Linked DNA regions of Hordeum vulgare: region 1 is linked to region 2. A link is a contact called in public Hi-C data. All regions are on one chromosome and are shown on one strand. The core of a region is the stretch at or near the end of the contact, and the rest is flanking DNA. Distances in the headings are between cores, read along the strand shown. Region 1 holds the start of LOC123413180 (probable glutathione S-transferase GSTF1). Region 2 holds the start of LOC123408390.

Region 1 (2,839 bases), core at 9-2,508, 310 kb after region 2:
CAGGACCGCCTGGAAAACTGTCGACAGACCCTGATTCATTGGTGACATCACCAACATGGGACCACACGTGGGCAAAACTGAGTAGCGCCAATGGCGGCACACGATGCACATCGCGTTGATGCTCCACCATGACAGCACCAGACGAGTGAAAATCGCTTATAAAGATTTCTCTCTTAGACAAGATAGATTAATTATGTAAATCAACCCTCTTTCCTGCTTATGTCACATGTTTGCTTCCTCTGTCCCTTCTCTCACAGGAGGAGACATGCAAGAGAGAAGGGGGCGTGGAAGATGATTTCGACGATGACCCGCACATGAGAGAAGGGGGTCAACGGCGACAAAGTCTGATCTTGATCTACAAGTAATAGTCGGGGCGGGGGCGGGGGCGGGCGGGCGGTGTAGTCTAATTTTGATCCGCAGCTAACAGTCGGTATGGGAGCGGGCGAGAAGACAACATAGTCCGGTTTTGATTTACAACTAATGGCCGGGGCTAAGACGGATGGCAGCGCAGTCTGACCTTGAGCCACAAGTAACAGTGAGGGCGGGGGCGGGTAGCGGCATAGTTAGATCCTGCTTGGGTCAGACTCCTGGGGGGTGGGCAGCGGCGCAGAGCGGTCCTATCCTATTGAAAGATTCTGAATTTTGTGAATTTATTTTCTACTCACTAGTACAATGTCAAAAAATGTCCTATATTATGGAACGGAGGGAGTAGTATTTTTTCGGATACGAATATAATTTACTACCTATGGTGATAGCTACCCACGGCCTTAAGTTTTATCTCTAATTGTTTTTGATAAATTATTTTGGACTATGAAATAACTCTATAATGCAAACATCGTGGCTTTCGACCAGCCAACCAAGAAAATAGGCAATGATGCCAAAAAGACAAACAAAAAGACTGACAAAGTGAGAAAATGCCCTTTCTACACAACAAAAAGACACTTGTGTTAAAAAAATAATACAATGACAAATAGAAGTGATAAAAAGTCATTTCTATACAACAAAAACACACTTATGTCAATGCCATTGAAGCCCGACACCTCGTATATATATAAGGTCACTTAGGCCAATTGGTGTGTAGATTTCACTAAATTGCCTATCTTTCCCATAAGTGAACTTAAGTCCTAGAAAATTCGAGGTTAATTCGGTTGTTATTTTCAGGTAACTGAACTTAAGGGGAAAAGGACAGCAACATTGTTCGGCTCCGGTAGTTTGTTGGTGCCAGAACAAGAACAGTATTCTTGAGGACCTACAAAGCAGCTCGTGGAAAGGGACGCGCATTCTCTCGCAGATTTTTGCGATTGCCTGGCTGCCTGCACACCGCAACCACCCTATCTTCATATTTCTGCCACCGGACAGCATCACCTCCACTAGGAAATGGCGCCGGTGAAGGTGTTCGGGCCGGCGGGGTCGACGAACGTGGCGAGGGTGCTGGTGTGCCTGGAGGAGGTGGGCGCAGAGTACGAGCTTGTCGACATCGACTTCCCCGGCAAGGGGCATAAGCGCCCTGACCACCTCGCCAGGAATGTAAGCAACATAAACACCCTTTGCTCAGATTAATTCGTCGGCTGCTAGACTTCAGAGTGCTGACAGGTTACTCTATCTATGGTGCCTTCTTGCAGCCGTTTGGGCAAGTCCCAGCTTTACAAGATGGCGATCTCGTCCTCTTCGGTGAGCTGTCTAGTTAATTAAGGCCCTGTTTAAAACCACAATAGATTATGATAATCTAGATTATAAAGATAGATTATATAATCTGGTTTATAAAAATAATCTACGTGTGCATGTTTGAATGCCAGATTATATAACCTATAATCCAGGTTTTACATTGCATAATGACTTGTTCGTCCTCTTTTTTTTTTAAAAAGAGAAGGGTGACGGTGGTAGGAATGTAATTATCTCCAACTTTACAAGGGTAATAGGTCATTAGCAATCCATAATCTGATTTTAGCTCGTGTAGAGTAGATTATGAGTTTTTAATAATCTGTTCATCTAATTTTTATAATCTATATTATAATCTGTCCTGTTTGAAGATAAAATAGATTATAAAAACTGAATTATATAATCTGTGTGGTTTCAAACAGGGCCTAAATTTCTTTGGACGTTCATATATTTGTATGACGGCCCACAAACAAATCAAGATTCCTATAATACGACTTGTTCGAGTAAATCTAAGAGTGAATTTCAGTTTTTACCCCATACTTTAACATTTTTGACACTAATTACCCCATTTTGACAAATTTTCATTTAGATTACCCCATTTAGCAAAAGTTTTGTCAGCTTTTACCCAGTAATTGTTTTCAGAGCGATTTGTTAGCTAACTCCCTGCCATCAAATTCCTCTTGGCGTTTTTCCAATGCCCAAACCAATCACTTGGTTTAGCAACACCCAATTTTTTTTCTCATAGCTGTCAGGTGTATGTGTGCACCACATCGTACGAAAGACGAACAGTTATGTTCAGCGATTAAGTACGTACAATTTTGCATTGTGTGGGTTGTGGTTTATAGGTTTAATGTGATGATATTTTAGTTTTCTTCCTTGATGCAAAATTTGGAGGAAGCATTTATTTTACGCTTTGGTAAATCATTAAATAAAAACATCACATTCTATTTTACATATCTGCAGTGCTATTGTCGAACATGTGTTTTGTAGTAGGGCTCCAATGATGTGTGACAATTTAAAATTAGTACTACAAGTTATTAACATAATAGATGGGATTTTTTTGCTTTACTAGAAATATATGCTTGGGCACTTAGTATTGACTCTCGAGTAAAACACGATTGTTGCAAGAAGGCTCTTTAAAACTAAAAGGGGTAAAAACAGTCAAGATTGCCACTAAATG
Region 2 (2,892 bases), core at 92-2,591:
TTAACTTTTTTTTTTCTAAACATGAGCACAAAATAAACCAGATTTGAAAGCATTTCACGATTTGACCCTTTTAGAAACGCCACAAGTCGTGGCGTTGCTGCCCTCTATGCAACGCCTGTCTACCATGGCGTTGCTGCCCTAAAGTGGCACGCCTGTCTACCGTGACGTTTTTTTTGCAACGCCAGTCTAAAGTGACGTTGCAGACCCACTGTGAAACGCCAACAGTGCTGTCGTTGCTGCCCAACAGTGACACGCCTGTCTACCGTGTTGTTTTTTCTTTCTTGCAACGCTAGTCTAATGTAGCGTTGCAGGCCCTTTGTGAAACGCCAACAGTGCTGGCGTTGCAGACCCACTAGGGAACGCAGTGACGACATCCAGCCATCCCACGGCATGCTGTCTGCAATGCCACATTAGACTAGCGTTTGAGTGGGTCTGCAACGCCACATTAGACTAGCATTTGAGTGGGTCTGCAACGCCTTAGACTGGCGTTTCTATGTGCGTCTGCAACGCCACGGGCTCTGGCGTTTCAAAAAAAATCAAATCGTAAAATGGTTTCAATGAAAGTTCATTCCGTGCAATACTTTTATCTCATGGATTAAAATCGTGAAAAAATCGCAAGGGCGGCAGGCCGCTAGCGGGGCGATGGACGCGCGCCAGTGGGAGCATACCTGGCGGATGTGGATTTGGTCCATGTCGGCCGGCAGACGGTCGGAGACTTCTTGAGGAGCTCTGCCGGCAGGGAGATCCAGCCGCCTCCCGCCATGTGATGCATCATCAGCCTCACTCCCATCTTCCTACTCTTTTTTATTATTCATTTATGAGATGAGACCAAAGCGGGGCCTCACTAAATCTAAAATACCGAGTCGCTTTTCCTCTCTAAATCTAAAATACCAAAGCGGGGCCTGTCTTTTTATTAGCGAAGGGGAGAGGGCGGCGCCTCTACGAAACCCAGTCCCCGACGAACTCGGGGCAGGCCATCGAATCCTTGCGCAAAGAATTGAGTCTTTTTTCTTTCTTCACGCGAGATAGGATAAAATCCTGGAAAATGAAGACAAGTCACCCTATACAATAAGAAAATTACAAACGGATCCCTGGGAAGCCCGACCAAACACAGCACTAACGTGAACTAAAGACGCGCCGCCCCACCGTTGTTGCTGCTCCATCGAACCCAACCTGACCTTGGATCCAAAGACGGGAAAGCTTCCAAATTACGGTCCATATGGACCAACACGTTAGTGAGGAAAGCAGATCGAACCACCACCATCTTCATCGCCTCCTTCACCGATAAATCGAGGGAAGCAGTCCTGAAAACACTTGTACAAAGAGACACCAAGCTCGTCATCGGCGCTGGAGCAAACGCCAATGAAGCGGGGAAGGAGCTACGGCAAAAAAAATCCTTCGCCTTGATCACTGCCGCCACCACACCTGCCAACAAGAGGAACCTAGCCTCGCTGCACCAAAGGTACGACAGTAATCTACCTCCCCGAGCCCCCACAACACCCCCACAACCTAGCTCGGGGAACGCTAGCCGACCGCGTCGTCACCATGTCTCCCAAATCGACGGCGTACCACACACACCTAGCCTCCACAGCTCGCCGGCATCTTCGAAAGACCCTGACATTTCTCTCGTTCCAGATTACACAGCACACCAGCATCTTTAGAGATGTTCCCGCCTTCCTCAGGGGGTTACGACGATCATTGTTGTGTGCCCACCATTATTTGACTGTCTCGAGACCCCTCCAAGCATTTGTTGTAGATGGTATGCCCATCCAATCATAAATCATGCTCCAGACTCTTACGGCATAGCTGTTGAAAATACGAGCAATTTACCATAGGATTTTATTAAAAGAAAAGCTAGGAAAAACATTACTATCATAAAATATATGAAACAAGACATGGAATATAAAGATGAGACGACGAAAGACATGTGCACATATCATCTAGAAGAGAACATATGTAGAGCCGTTCTATATACACAAGACATCATATGGAGTGATGAGCAGAAACAGAACATATCTAGAAGTGAAACTATAGCAGAAAGTTGCGGTAGGAACTCAGCGAAAAAGAACATGAGTACGTACTGAGTTGCAGCAGCAGTAGGATTGGTGTTGGCGTTGTCGTTGGCCATGTTACCGAAGAGGTGGCCGATGTCGGGGAAGTAGTCGTCGTCCGGGAAGAAATCGTCGGTGTCCGTGATGGAAGCCAGTAGTCGCGCTAAGCGCTTTCCAAAAACCTTATCGCCCTTCTCCCATACAGGACTCGAAGAGACGGAGTTTCAGAGGCCTACTGTCCCGACGTACGGTGCACGCCGCAAGTTGGGATGGGGAAGAACGTAGCAGCAACACAGAGAAAGGAACCGGTGGCGAGAGCAAGTTCTGATGCGTCTTCTCTAGAGAGGAGCGACCTCTCTTTTATAGGCGCAAGAGAAGGAGGCGAGAGGCGAGGCGGGCGGCCGAGGAGGAGGAGTGCTCGTGTATATCTCTCTTGTTCTCAAGCTCATACATGTGTGGAAACATCCCCCCTTATAAGGAGGTCCAACTCCCACTAAACTAGCAATGTGGGACTAAACATTTCCACCTCTTGCCTTGCACAAATGGGTTGCGTGGGCCTCTAGGATTTATTAGGAAATTTCTAAAATTATATATTGGGCTGGCCCAAAAGTAGACAAAAATTCCAGCAATCCCCCACCAGATCCCAGAGGCACACAAAATTTGCCTTTGGTTCCAAAACACTGTTTTATATACCGATACTGCAGTGAAGACTGTTAAGTTGAACTTCCATCTAGAACTCTATGCTATACTAGTAAGCAACTTGAACAGTGGACTAGGCCTTGAATTGCAAGTTTTCTGCGAATCTAGCTTCACACAGATCCTTGACCGATACTAGGCTACC

Evidence for each region. A called contact is a pair of places that touch in the nucleus more often than the background predicts.
Region 1: a Hi-C map of leaf shows a contact between it and region 2, with 6 times the contacts expected there. The contact joins the promoter of LOC123413180 here to the promoter of LOC123408390 in region 2. A contact is called at or near these places in 2 of 6 Hi-C or Micro-C datasets (leaf and seedling) and 1 of 1 datasets of contacts at active chromatin or transcription factors (embryo).

Annotation. Positions count from the first base shown.
Region 1 is chr7H:98,121,352-98,124,190 of MorexV3_pseudomolecules_assembly, forward strand. It overlaps LOC123413180 (probable glutathione S-transferase GSTF1), which reads left to right and starts at 1,259. Exons shown (of 3, transcript XM_045106128.1): 1 at 1,259-1,527; 2 at 1,623-1,671. The coding sequence starts at 1,378.
Region 2 is chr7H:97,808,860-97,811,751 of MorexV3_pseudomolecules_assembly, forward strand. LOC123408390 reads right to left here and starts at 1,342. Exons shown (of 3, transcript XM_045101509.1): 1 at 1,179-1,342. The coding sequence starts at 1,342.